2 separate regions of the Mus musculus genome follow, and region 2 is linked to region 1. The links are chromatin contacts, called in public HiChIP or PLAC-seq maps. All regions are on one chromosome and are shown on one strand. Each heading gives the region's core, a stretch centred on a gene start, on an enhancer-like site or on the middle of the called end of the contact. The rest is flanking DNA. Distances are from core to core; before and after follow the strand shown. Region 1 holds the start of Ankrd39 (ankyrin repeat domain 39). Region 2 has its middle 20 kb from the start of Arid5a.

Region 1 (7,612 bases), core at 1,950-4,449:
ATTTTCTACACATATTGTCAACATCTGCACATGGACCAGAGGAAGGATTTACTGCCCCTCTGAGCCTGGACCCACCCCTGGTGTTGGTGTGTGTGTGGTGTGTGAGTGTGTGTGCAGGTGCCATTTCCCTATAGGTCTGAGGCTCTGGTCCTTAGCATGTCCTGCTCATGTCGGTAACACACATTCACTCAGGGTTTCTTCTGCTCCCACAAATGGGAAAGATACTGGTTGAAGAGATGAGAATTATACAGAAATAAAGATAACCATGATGTGAGCATGGTAGCACACGCCTGTAATGCCAGAGGCCTGTAAAGACAGAGGCCGGCAGATCTCTGTGTTCAGGGACAGCTTGGTCTACAGAATGAGTGCCAGGACAGCCAGAGCTACACAGTGAGACCCTGTCTCAAAAAATCAAAACAAGGGGGCTGGAGAGATGGCTCAATGGTTAAGAGCACTGACTGCTCTTCCTAAGGTCCTGAGTTCAAATCCCGCAACCTCATGGTGGCTCCCAAACATCCATAATGAGATCTGATGCCCTCTTCTGATGCGTCTGAAGACAGCTACAGTGTACTTAGATATAATAAATAAATTTTTTAAAAAAATCTAAAAAAAAAAAAAAAATCAAAACAACAACAACCAGAGCTGGAGAGCCGGAGAGGAGCTGGTTCAGGAACTGTTGCTCTGATGAAACTCATTCTTCAGAAGACCTGGGTTTGATTCCTAGCACCCATAAGGTGGCTCACAACCATCTGTAACTCCAGCTTCAGGGGATCCAATCTCCTGTCCAGGCATATGCATAGTGCATACATACAGGCAAAACAGTCATATACGTTAAACATGTGTGTGCATATATAATTTGTATATATAAATAATTATATTTTTGTTTATTTTTTTACTTGTGATATATATACACACACATACACATATATATCTGTAATCAAAGAGATGGCTGTATAATTTGTATATATATAATTATATATACTGTATATTTTTTACTTGTGATATATATATATATGTATATGTATATATATATGTAATCAAAGATGTAATCAAAGAGATGGCTCAGTAGTCAAGAGTAGTTAGTTGCTAGGGCCAGGCAGTAATGGTGCACACCTTCATCCCAGCACCAGGGAAGCAGAAACAGATGGCACTTTGTGAGTTCGAGGCCAGCTTGATCTACAAAATGAGTTCCAGGACAGCCAGAGTTATATAGTGAGACCCTGTGGTTGTGGGGTGGGGAGAGATGGACCAACAAAACAAAACATAGCACACATACATACACAAAGAAAGTCACCAAAACAGATTTAATTCAAAACTAAAAAAATAAATAAATAAACCCCATGCTTTACAGAAAAAAAAAATTCACATAATAGGTATCTTTATCACATGTGAAAAATAAATAAAAGAATAAGCTGATAAAATTGCAGCAGGTGATAACAAACAATTTCTGAGACAAAGTGTCTAACATGCTCTGCCTTGAACTGGCCTTGAACTGTGACCTTCCCGTCTCAGCCTTTGAGTCAGTCCAAACTGCTACAAAGAGAGCAAAGCATTAAGGTAACAGGGTAACCAGAGTGGAAATGCCAGGGCTTTGAATACCACAAGGTTTCTTCCTCCACACAGGAAGGGCTGACATTTTGAGGCAGATCATGTCTGTTGTGGGGAGCCAACCTGTGCGGGTCAGATTAGCTGTGACACACAAAAATATCTCTAGACCTAAACTGGGCATAATTGTCCCCAGGTTGAGGACTCTCTAAGGAAGGGGGGTCCCTGAAGAAGTGCCATAGAACTGAATGCTGGCGGGAAAGCCTCAGTCAGCCTGAAGCGGACTAACAAACAAAACAGACCATGTCATCGGACAGAGGGCTTGCATATTTTAGAAACATAAGGGTGATGGCTGCAAGGGTGAGAACCATAAAGAGGTACAGAAACACAACAGTCAGTCTGGCTTGGGGAACTAAACGCAATAGGAGGCGCTGGAGAGGCGGCTCAGTTAAGAGTTCTGTCTGCACCAGGCCGGTGGTGGCGCACGCCTTTAATCCCAGCACTCAGGAGGCAGAGGCAGGCGGATTTTTGAGTTCGAGGCCAGCCTGGTCTACAAAGTGAGTTCCAGGACAGCCAGGGCTATACAGAGAAGCCCTGTCTCAAAAAAAAAAAAAAAAAAGAGAGAGAGAGAGAGAGAGAGAGCGCTCTGGCTGCTCTGCAAAGGACCAGGGTTGTTTCTCAGCTGGTCACATCTGTAACTGCCAATTCCAGGGAATCTGAAGCCCTATTCTGGCCTCCAGGAGCTAAATGCACATAAATAGTCTTTAAATTAAAAAAAGCGTAAATGTAATCATCTCATTTGTTATTTTCTAAAGGTACAGCGGAGAAAACACTTCAAGAGGAGGAAGCGGGGAGTCCTATTATGTCCCTAGTCCAAAAGATGGGGGTAGCAGAGGTGTAGAGAAACGCCGCCCGCTAGGAAGCCATTCCTATGGTAACCATCAAGTGTTCCGTATCATCAGCCCTACACTGATGACAACCTTGCTACAACTGCACAAACTACCTGTTCCTGGGGATAACATGGTAACCGGCACAGAAGAACAGGGACCACTGCTAATAGCAAAATCTCTGTATGATTTTGGACAAAACAGTCACACCCCTGCGCTCCACAGTAAATCTTTCGAGATCACTGTCATTGCTAAAACTTGTACACTCACACCCGAGAGCAGCAAGGGCCAGCTGCCCTGACCTCCCCGGTGGATACGAACCACCAACTGCAGATTCTTTCCCTAGCTCCTCTGTCACCTGACCAGGCTGTCTCCTAGCTGGGTTGGTCTCCAGACCCAGTTCAGAAACCAATGCCTCAATTTACCCGTCCGCACTCGAGACGGAGTAGTCGAGGGGCTTCCTGCCACGCTTTGAAGCCAGCCTTCCTGCACCAGGCCCGGAAGCTCCAAACACGGTTCGAGGCCTCCTTCAGTCCACGTTCCCGGAGATGGGGCTGGAGATTGCCCGCCGCCGGCAACGCGGCCGCCTCACCCCTCTCACCCCTGTCGAAGTCCATCTCCTCCAGCGTCTGCTGTACCCCGGGCACCGCACTAGGGTGAGAGCAGCAGGAGCCATCCGCGCAAAGGTGCGGCGCCGCCATCCCGGCGGCCGGGACTGCAGCCAAGCGCTCCTACGAAATGCCCACCCCTCCGTCCCAGGTTGACCACTCGACGTCCGTAGTTGACCTTCGAGTCCCGCCTCCTCGCCCCAGGCCAACCAATCCTGCATTTAGACCTTAGCTTAGCAACCAATGAAAGTGGTGAGGTGTGGCTGGATAGACTGAGCCTTGCTGCTTTGCTACCACGGGAGGGCGCCCAAGGCTAACTAAGCACAAGGAAGAGCAAAGGCTCGGGAATCCGTTGAGCTCCCCGGGAGGAGGCAGGACAGTTCGTGCAGCCTCGCCTTGTAGGGTGAGGGGACCAGGCAGCTTGGCCTGTCTGGTAGTGTTTATGTCGCATTCGCCAGAACCGAGGCCTCGCAGGTTCCCCAGGGCACAAGGACTCTAGACGCGGCCCATAGTCCCTCTCTCATCTCCCAAGCATCACTTGAGCTGTAGGCCATCCATGGTCAGATCAGTGACCCGCCAGAAAGCTACTAACACTCTGACCCTCGTTCTTTAGCAATCCATCAGGAAGCAGGTGGCCTGAGGGCAAGGACCTGGTAGACCACCTTTGTGCTTAAGCCTCTGCCCACTCAGTGGGCGCTGGTTGCCAACACCCACTGGGCAGACAACTGAGCTAAGGGAAACACACTCAAGTATTTCCCAGCCTCTTCTGACCCACACTCAGGGAAACAGCAGCCTGCTCAAGGGTCATCCAAGTGTATGGGGGGTGGGGGGTGGGGTGGCAGCTAAGGGTGGGCAGAGAGCTCACTGTGGTCTCTGTTCCTATGTACCGGTTAGATTGATCTAAACCAGGTGTGTCCAAATTGCAGCCAACAACAGCATCAAATTTAGCACAACACAAAATCTTAAAATGTCTTTTTTTTTTCCTCCTTCCTATTTTCCTTCTCGAAATCCGATTGGCAGGCAGCTCTCATTAAGGGCGCTCAGAAATGAATCCAGGCTGGGCCTGTTGTTTTTCCCAGGAACATCTGGGCCTACACCACTCCCTCACTAAGACAAGGGCTTGATACTGACTGGGTGGCAATAGGGGACTATCCCTACCCAGATAGGACATTCGAGACTAGCATTCTTCCCCTCCCACGGAGCTTGTCCTAATCTCCATCTTTATAAAGACACTGTCCACACAACTTGAGAAGCCTCTCCTTCAGCCCCTGACTCCCTGCTCACCCTCCCTATAGTTCTGGGAAGACCGTCTCCTTCTCCTCCTCTTCCCGAACGCTCTGCCTTGTTTCCCTGTGGCACCAGGCCAAGTCCAGCTCCCAAGCAGAGTAGCCCTGCTCTGGCTCCCAGTCCCATAGGCATCACTGTGGGAAAACACTTGAGTCTCAGCTGGCCCCTCCAGAGATGCACGGACAGGCATTAAGACCATGATGGCCCAGACCAAAGGATGAGTCCCTCTTAGGTCAATAAGTGGGTTTGAGTCAAAATATCTGTGTGGCAGGGTTAAATTTCATTTTCTCCATTTTATTTGTCAATATAAAAATACTCAAATATTTACAACAAATAAATATGTGGGGACACAATAAGTTACACTGTTAGCCCTTTTCCCAGAGCAGGGAGAGGATAGGCCAGTATCCATAGCATGCCCACCTCCTCCCTTCCCTCCCCCAACAACCCTTCCCAGCCCTGTCAGAAGAGCGCAAATATAAAATACCACCGAACCCGGAGGGCAAGTGGGAGGCCCTGCCCACCCCTCCCCCTGAAGCAGGAGGTTCCATCTCCACCCCCAACCCCCGCCCTGAAAACATTCACAGCCCTAGGAGCAGGGCTAGGCCCACCCCCGAGTCCCGCACTCCCCCAAAAGGGGTACAACACCCTGTCCTTCCCTTCCCCGTATGTACATCACTGCCCCAAAGCTTGGGACAGCTGGGGGTAGGAGAAGCAAAGTGCTATGACCCCCTTCCCCTTCATAGCTCCAAAGACTCAACCAGGAGGACCCCAGGCCAAGGGAAGACGTGATAGAGACAGGAAAGTTACAACACACACACACACACACACACATTCTTCCACATGCATACCAACACATATATGCACAAACACGCCCACATCTTGAAACCTCTTCCTTGCAAAGTTTTGGCTGCTGGGGTCCCACATGTCTCAAATTCACAGAGGAGGGTGTGTCTCCTGTGAGGCTGAAGTCCTGGTGAGCCACACCAAGTGGCAGTGCCCATGCTGAGCAGGTCCTCACGGCCGGGCAAATGCTGGGCAGTGTCTGTCCCAGGCAGAGCAAGTGCCCCTGCCATGTCCCTGAGGTAGCTGGTGCCTGTGCAAAAGTTAAGAGTGCACCTCCCATGAGACCCCCCCCCGCCAATGAGGTGGGGGGGTCCCCTCATACTGAAGACTCCTCTGGGTTGGAGTCAGGCAGCGGCTGGCGCTGTTGTAGTTTCCGTCGTAATTCATCCGCGAGCTCAGGCAGTGGGTGCCCAGATCCTCCTCGGTCCTCTCCGCCCAACTGTAAACGCACATAACCATTGGCATTTGAGTTCCGACCACCTCCTAGGTGGAGCCGAGTTGGAGAAGGCAGAGGCTGGCCAGGTATGCCAGGAGGTGGGGAAGGGGGCCCACCCCCAGGCTGGCACCGGGCGTGACCAGGCACAATCTTGAGAGAGCCATCCGAATAGTAGTACCCGACAGGATCCCAAAGTTTCTCATCAGTTTCGGGGCCAGGACGGAAGGGGGGACTGGCAGGCTCCTTGGGCAGTTCCAAGGGGTACACCAGTGTCCTCTCAGATGCCTTGGCACCCTTTTCTAGCTCTTCTCGAAGTCGCCGGCGGAGCGATAGGACCAGCAGCAGCAGCACCAGGCACACAGCCCCCAGGGCCACCACAGCGAGCCACACGAGCCCCAGGTTTTCCAAGGGAGCCCGTGCCTCCAGTGTCACCGACGAGCCGGCCACGACAGCAACAAGGTAGCTTTCTGCAGCCAGTCTTGTCCCCTGCTCCTCTGAATAGCAACGATAGGGTCCAGAGTGACGGGACTGTGCGGCCATCACCACCAGCGCCTGGAGTCCCGTGTCATAAAGAAAGGAGCCAGGTTGTTCTGCAGGCAGGTCCTGGCTTCCGAAGGTCCAGTGGGCATGGGCCAAATTGGACGAGAGGTGGCAGGGTAGGACCAGGTCTGTGCCTGACACAACGGTGATGTTCTTGGGAATAGATCTGACTGCAGAGGCAGAAATGAGAGAGAACCCAGTGTTAATGCAGGAACCCCAGGTCCCACAGTGAGAGGTGATAAACTAACTCTGGCTGTGATCCAGGGGCCCATCCTCAAAATGAGGGAACAAAAGGAAAACAGCTCACCTTTTTTAATGCCATACTGGTTACACATCTTTGAAGTGTCCAAGTTCGCCACATGTTGGACCAGAAAGGACCTGGTAGGGAAGAGAAGTGGCATCAGAGATCCAACTCCAATCACCTTAGCCTCCCCCTCCTGGCCCTGGCACTCAGAGACGACTGACTCACCCCGAGCGACCACTGGTGGTGGCCACACAGCGGCTGGTGTTGACATTCCAGGCACAGTAAGGGTCCCTGGCCAGGACACAGTCTACACAGAAACGGTACTTTGTGCAGTCGGCCAGAGACAGCTGAACCAGCTGAGAGCGGGAGCCAGCAAAGAGCACCTTCTACAGTAAAACAAAGCACAGGGTAAGCCACACCACGCCTCGGGGTGATGGCTGAGATTTGTTCAGAGAGCATAAACATACTAGGTCCCCCAAGGAAGAAAAAGGCAGCGGAAGAAAAATCCAGGCCAGAGGAACAATTTTGATGAGGGCTTACGACAAGCCATCAAAATCCTAATCACTTTACAGACATGACCTTCTTAGACAGGGACGGACGGCAGACCCGTGAGGCTGAGGCGTACGCTCACTTGCTCACACTCGGGCCAGGAAACTCAGTTTCCCCCGGCCCCCGGAGCCAGCACAGTGACAGCAGTGCCTATGGAAGGTGGGGTTCCTCTGTTTGAATGGTGACTGCCAATCTGCATGCTTGCTCAGCCCCACAATTCCCTTGCTGCCATCTCATTATTCAGCGTTGTAGGGAGCAACTTTGAGTCATAGTAGCTGGTAAAGGGCAAGCAAATCAGAATCCAGAGGGTGATGCGAATATGAGTTTTGCATAAAGGTGTTAAAAAAAGAAAGAAAGAAAGAAAAGAAAAAACGTGAACACTTAAATGAGCCCGGAGACTGAGGGCCTGGCTCAGACACCCACTAGGGACTCAAAGAAATCGGATGTCTCTGTTGCTTGGGTACCAAAACATCTTGACCGAGAAGAGACTGCAGATAGAGCTGCAGCCCCACTTGGAAGGAGTTTGCCAAGGCTGGATTCTGGGAATGGGGGCCCCACAGGGACTGGCTCTATAAGAGAACCTTCAGAGGACAGGTTCTGGCCACCTTAGATCTCTTACTTCTGGGAACTCGAGAGCTACATGAGCCCAACTATGGATGGCATAGAGCCTGGG
Region 2 (6,787 bases), core at 632-3,131, 220 kb before region 1:
TTAGGGAGCCAGTCCTAGCCAACTGCCCTGGTTCTCACCACTTGAGTCTTGACACTGCTCAGACACTAGGTGGCAGCTGCTGTTCTTCATGGTTACAGATCAAGACCAATTTCCTTAGCTAATGGCTCCAAGAATGTGGCTGCTCAACTCTTCAAAGGGCTTCTGGGCAGGAATGTAGAGCAATCGCTGATCTGGCAGGACCATCGAGGTGGGCAAATATGAGCACAAGCTCCCAAGACTAGGGCCTCACTCGCTGGGGGTTGTTCCTCCGTGTGTGTGTGTGTGTGTGTGTGTGTGTGTGTGTGTGTGTGTGTGTGTGACAGCCGGCTGGCTACCTGTGAGTCTCTGTGTCCTCTGTGATGCAGAATTGAATCTAGAGACCACTAATGAGCAGATGACTACAGAACACACTCCCCATCCTACCAGGGGGCAGCTCAACCTTTTGTGGGGAGCCTCTAGTCCTGGAAGCCACCTGGCCCTGACTGTGAAACTCCCCAAAGGAGGAAAGGCTCTGACATACAAGGAGAGCAAGGAAGAGGCGCTCCCAGTGGGTGTCTTGAAAGAGCAGCTACTTCCCGACCTTACCTTTCCTGAGGCTCTTTCCTACCTCTAAGGTTCTTGGCTTTCTGCTTGGGCCCTGGGGTAGAAAGGAACGGCCAAGAAGCTAGAAGCCAAATAGATTATGACCTATACTTTCCCACAGCCAGTGTGCCAGTGACAATCTTGGGTCCTTTCCTTGCAAGCAATAGAAATGAAGGCTAATGTAGACAAGAGAATTCCCGAGTGGCTCAAAGCATGAGGGACAGCCAAACCCTAGGCCCTGGAGGAAGGACTCAATGTGCATCCTGTGTCACTTGCTTTGCTGATCATCATAACCAAATAATTTCAGAAGTAACTTGAGAGATGGGAGGTTTTGTTGTCTTAGAGTTTTACAGCTGTGAACAGACACCATAACCAAGGCAACTCTTATAAGGACAACATTTAATTGGGGCTGGCTTACAGGTTCAGAAATTCAGTCCATTATCATCATGGTGGGAACATGGCAGCATCCAGGCAGGCATGGTGTAGGAGGAGCTGAGAGTTCTACATCTTCATCTGAAGGATGCTAGCAGAAGACTGGCTTCCAGGCAGCTAGGATGAGAGTCTCACAGCCCATACCCACAGTGACAAACCTACTCCAACAGGGTCACACCTTCGAATAGTGCCATTCCCTGAGCCAAGCATATACAAACCATCACATTTGTTGTTGCCTACATTAGCAGAGGTTTTATTTAGCCCATGGCCACTGGGTGGCAGAACCACAAGACACTGGAAGTTCTTTGTCTTAGGGTAGACAACTGGGGGAGGGGAGGCAAGGGGACAGGAGCAGGGAGAGGGAGAGGGAGAGAACACACAAACCAGGTATAACCTCCAAAGACATGCCCCAATGAGCTACCCCTGCAGCTCTGTTTAAGTAGTAATATTTGAGATCTCCAGAGTGTCTCCTGTCAGCAAATGTTCCCTGAGTTTGTGTCCACTCAGGGGTTAGACCACTAGCAGCAGGCCACGGGTGGGCTCTGTCTCTCACCTTCTCATGGGTTTCAGCTCTGGGTGACCCGTTAGAGGAGAAGCTGACTCTGGGTCTTGAGCTACCTGTGCTAAGGCTCAGAGAAAGTGTATGCCACATGGATCAGAATACTGTGTGGCACCAGGTGCACCCCCCTTTCTCTGGGACTTCTCTGTCTCATCTGTAGTATGGAAGTGAGTCATTTAACCCCAAGAGCCAGGGTATTTAGAGAAAGCCCTCTGTAAACTTAAGTCCTGATGAATGTGAGTCACTACTTCCCTTGCTAGCTTGGCCATGCCTTATCCTGTCCTTTACCTTAGCATTTTGAAACCCATGCATGTGTTCTGACCACTACCCTTTACCTTGCCTTCTGAGTCAGTGACTCTGACTTCTGGATAGTGTCTGGGTCAAGAATGGCAAGCCAACTTTTGTGGTTGTCTGCAGCTCTGGATTGACTCACTGCGAAAGTGATGCAATTGATTAGTAATGTCTGCCAAGGCCCTTGGAAGGGGAGTGGAGGTTCACCTGCCACATCCGTACCATTGTCTGGGGCTTGATGATGGGCTGTCTGATGCAAGTTCCCTGACCTCACTGCCACATCTCAGCCTGGCTCTGGTGGTTTCCCTCCCACAGGAATGAAGAATAGGGAAGCATCACTCGCTTGCACTGGGAGCCCAATCAAGAAAGCCTGGCTTGGATATGGGTTGCCCAGGAGCTACAGTTGAAAGCCTGGGTAATAGTCAGGGAGGGAACCTCTAGGGGAAAGCTGTTCAAAAGAGCTCAGAGGTTTACGGTCTTGCTTCCAAGTCTGACGGATTGAGTTTGAACCCCTGGATTCATGTGGTAGGACAGAAACAACTACTGGATGTTGTCTTCTGACCTGCATGTGCGCCATAGCATGCATGCCCCCCCCAACAAACAGATAAATGTAATAGAGAGGGGAGGGAAAATGAGAAGGGAGAAGCAAAGGAGGTGAACAGAAGGGGGAATGGTTCTTTCAGAGGTAACTAGGTGGGAGAGATGGGTGGGCTAAAGAGGTGGAACTTCCAATCATTGTACATTTGATATGGGGCTAATGGCCTTGGATGCATTAGGAACAAGTTAAAATAAGCCTGCCATACCCAGCTCTCATCAGCTCACTGCACTTAAGATGTGGCCCACAACTCTGTACTGTCCCCAGATTCAAACTCCAGTGTCTGCTTGGAAACTTCTTCCTTCCTCAGGCTTCTGGTCTCCCCCTCCCCCATTGCATCCACACTCTGCAGTTCCTGCCTGGGTTGAGCTCTGGGGTGTCCCCCCATCAGGCTTCTGGCAGTCACACACCCCCAACAGTTCTGGAAACACATGGGATTCCATCTGCCTGAAAACCATTCTCTCCTCCACTTGCATGCGTCCCCCATCTTCATCCTGGAGCCTCTTCCCCAGGAACTCTGGCTTCCCTCTTAGGTGCCCTCAAAGCATCTACCATTTCTCCACCCACATCTGCATCCCTGCACCACCCCACCCCACCCCGCCCTGACTTGGTTCTTAGGGGCAATCCAAGCTTTGTGTTCACTTCCAACTCCTGATTAGACCAACTGCCAGCTACAACCCCATGCAACAGGGGTCTATAGTCACTGTGAGTAGCACAAGTGCCCACTGGTGTGCATCACCAGTGTGAAACTTGCTGCTTTGGCAATTCCCAGAGGACGCTTTCATGTGCAGGGCCCAAAAGGCTTAGAAGAATGGTGACCCAGAAGAGCAACTCTGCTTCACCTCGGACTTAGACAGTCCCCACTCCGAACCCTTAGCTTTGGGAGAGGGCAAGAATCCACCCGACACTCTTCCTGCAAAACTATGGGCCATGCCCCATTCCTTGACCTGCTCTGCACACATGGAGACAAAGCAGGCAGTTGTTCTCTTTCAGGAACCTTTCTTTCCCTTTAGGGCAGGATCCATGGTTTTCCTATGTGTTAAAGCAGAAAAATGAGACTTGTGATTTGTCTGCCATTGTTATCAGTGTGTGTATGTACACACACCCATGTGGAGTGTAGGCACACCTGGACCATGAGACAAGTGGGGATCAAGGACAGTGTCAGGTGCCAGCCTTTGCCTTCCATCCTGCGTGAGGCAGGGGCTCTTTTGTATTGTCTCCTGCTGCCTTTGGCTAGCTGCAGCAAGCTTCTGGGAATTCTGTCTGCACCTCCCATTGCTGTAGGAACTCTGGGATTCAGATACAGGCTACTGCTGTGGTCAACTTTGTAGGCCTTCGGACTGACAGTCCTGCTAAATCCTCTCTGGTAGTGCACACTGGGCCTCCTTCATCGCTCATCTCCACTGTTTGAGCGTTGTGGGGCTGTCCAGGACTATGCCCTTGGTTTCAACAAAGGTGTTTGAAGTTGTCGTAATCATGTATCAGGGCAGGTAAAAGACAACCAGAGGAGCCAGGGGCTCGAGGGCACTTGTTTGTGGACATCGGGGAAATATGCAAGCCTGTATTATCAAGAAGCCATGTAGGGGGAATTCTAAATTAGTCCTCTGCTTATAGCTACTAAACACAGCTAGGAAAACTGGCCAGAAAGTGTTATAACAATAATTATACTAGAGTATATACTGGAATCAAAAAAGAGGTACCACCGGGCGTGATGGCACACGCCTTTAGTCCCAGCACTTGGGAGGCAGAGGCAGGCAGATTTCTGAATTCGAGGCCAGCCTGGTCTACAGAGTGAGTTCCAGGACAGCCAAGGCTACACAGAGAAACCCTGTCTCAAAAAAACAAAAACAACAACAACAACAACAACAAAAGAGGTACCCTCACCATGGGTCATTAAATGATTGTACTATCTGGCAAACAGAACTGCATTATCAAAGACCAGGAAAATGGTGTGTTCAATCTTTTCACACGTTTACACAAGATGCACATAGAAATAATAAAAACATACATAAAAAGAAAAGGATGTTAAAGTACTCTCACTCTCTACAGCTGAATCCAATAAAGACTTTAGAAAGATTTTGATATTTTAAGTGTACAAGTGCTTTGTCTGTTTGCGTGTAAGGATGGACATCACATGTGTGCCTGGTGTCTGCAAGAGGCAAGAAAAGGACATCTCCAGGGACTAAAGTTACAAATGGTTGTGAGTCACCATGTGGATGCTAGGAATTGAACCCAAATTATCTGCAAGAGCAGCAGTGCACTTAACCGCTGAGCCATCGTTCCAGCCCCGAGACTTCAGACATGTTTAAGGTGCATCTTGATCTAGTCCTGCCAGTTAGCTTCTAAGAGTTCTGTTCTGCCAGACCTAAGAGTATTCTTTTTTTTTTTTTTTTTGAAACCTATGAGCTATTAATAGAACTGCCCAGGACATTCATTCAGACGCCTACTTCTCACTCTTGAGAGTGTCCTGCTAGTAGAATGTAGATGCTTCACTCTCCATGGTCTAAAATGCCTTCTTTTGCATTCTACTGGCAAGCAAATCACAATTACATTTTGCCCATGGATGGATAGATTCACAAGTAAAAACAACCAGTCAAGCAGTGGTGGTGCACGCCTTTAGTCCCCGCACTTGGAGGCAGAGGCTGGCGGATTTCTGAGTTCGAGGCCATCCTGGTCTACAAAGTGAGTTCCAGGACAGCCAGGGCTGTACAGAGAAACCCTGTCTCAAAAAACAAAACAAAACAAAATAAAAAACCCTATGCTCTTGCCTCTTGCCCCCTTGTTCCCCCTCTCCCCGTCCCCTTCACCCCTCTCTCCATGTGGTCACGGCAGGCCTCTGCTTCTCTACTCTCTCCTTCTTCTCTCTGCCTCTACTACTCTCTTAAGTCCCATCCCCATGTCCTGAATAAACTCTATTCTATAATAAAAAAAAGATGTGCCCACAATCTTTGAGGAAAAACTGTTAAGAGATCTGAGAATGTTGCAAGCATGGAGCCCTGCTCCAAGAGTAACTATTTCCTTTACTTTGCTTCTGACCACATCTCTGTTTAAGGCCAGCCTGGCCTACAATAGCAAGACCTTATCTCAGAAAATGAAAATGAAATCAGATTATTGGGCCAGTGATGCTACCTGTAAGAACTTATTGTTGCTTCCTGCCAGGCAGTGGTGGCGCAACCCTTTAATCCCAGCACTCAGGAGGCAGAGGCAGGCAGATTTCTGAGTTGAAGCCAGCCTGGTCTACAGAGTGAGTTCCAGGACAGCCAGGGATACACAGAGAAACCCTGTCTCAAAAAACAAACAAACAAACAAAAAAACCCAAAACAACAACAAAAAGAACTTATTGTTGAGTATAATGGAGTTGCTTAGAAAGAGTTCACAGGTCTTGAAGACAACAGTGCTCTTGGTAGATTGCTGTCTGTACCTGTGGGGTTGAAATTATGAATAGAATACTACGTGGCAAAACAAAACAAAAATGTTAGTCATCTCTTATTAAACTATGTAGCCAAGGATGAGCTTGGCCTCCTGACCCTTCTGCCTCCAGCTCCAGGGCGCCGACGTCCAGCGCCATGCCTAGCTTTAGTTGGTGCTGGAGATCATGCATGCTAGGCAAACACTATCAACTGAGATCCATTTGCAGTCTTTCCCGCTTATTTTCATGATGTGTGTGCATGCATGTGCTACGGGGAATCCTATCGTGAGCGTTAGCAGAGACACTTCTAAGTACAGTGCTAATGGCATCAACTGTTCAGCAAATTACATTGGGGTGAAGATACAAAGAGCCACCGGTAGCGCTGGTGGCTTCTTGTGTAGCTCCACTTACCAGAGATGTGGCAATGTTCTGCCTGTTAAACAAAGGCAGTACAGTATTACTGGCTAAAATTTGTTTGTTCAAAAGCTGTTTGCTTGGTTGTAACTTCTTTTGAGGGGAGGAGCTCCTGGGGATTGAATTCAAAGCTTTGTGCATGCCACATAGGCTCTATATAACACTGAGCTACATCCTCAGCCCTTTTGTAAATGTTGTGACAGGGCCTTACTATGGCTTTAAACATGTGATGCTCCTGCCTGAGCGCTGGGAGTATAGGTATGTGCTCCTATATGTATCTTTTATATAATATTTAATTTTAATTCCTTAGATATATTCATCATTCATCTATTTTTGGTCATTTTAGAGAATTTTGTTGTCCATGTACTGCCTTTTCTTGAGATGACTGTCTCAATGTCCAGTTATTGTTAAGGGCAACATGAAAACCAAAGCTTTCAATGAAAACTGTAGACATAAACAAGGCTCCGGCTGTCACCCACACTGTGGTCAGCCTGGGCATCCACCT

What was found. HiChIP or PLAC-seq counts read pairs in DNA pulled down with a chosen protein or histone mark.
Region 2: an HNF4G HiChIP or PLAC-seq map of pancreatic cancer cells shows a contact between it and region 1. The contact joins the enhancer-like site here to the promoter of Ankrd39 in region 1. A contact is called at or near these places in 1 of 484 Hi-C or Micro-C datasets (the N1E-115 cell line), 2 of 115 datasets of contacts at active chromatin or transcription factors (embryonic stem cells and pancreatic cancer cells) and 4 of 9 other capture datasets (adipose tissue, embryonic stem cells, liver and 1 more).

What each region holds. Positions count from the first base shown.
Region 1 is chr1:36,544,053-36,551,664 of GRCm38.p6, forward strand. It overlaps Ankrd39 (ankyrin repeat domain 39), which reads right to left and starts at 3,200. Exons shown (of 4, transcript NM_026241.4): 1 at 3,034-3,200. The coding sequence starts at 3,133. It overlaps Sema4c (sema domain, immunoglobulin domain (Ig), transmembrane domain (TM) and short cytoplasmic domain, (semaphorin) 4C), which reads right to left. Exons shown (of 15, transcript NM_001126047.3): 13 at 6,616-6,776; 14 at 6,454-6,524; 15 at 4,587-6,316. The coding sequence ends at 5,487.
Region 2 is chr1:36,324,155-36,330,941 of GRCm38.p6, forward strand. No RefSeq gene overlaps it. Among named protein-coding and RNA genes, the nearest start is that of Arid5a, 20 kb to the left of the region's middle. Within about 2 kb of position 1,882, at least 72 of the 459 cell types and tissues checked have an H3K27ac peak or open chromatin away from gene starts, as enhancers often do. A contact at or near this core is called in the N1E-115 cell line and pancreatic cancer cells, where this site is marked.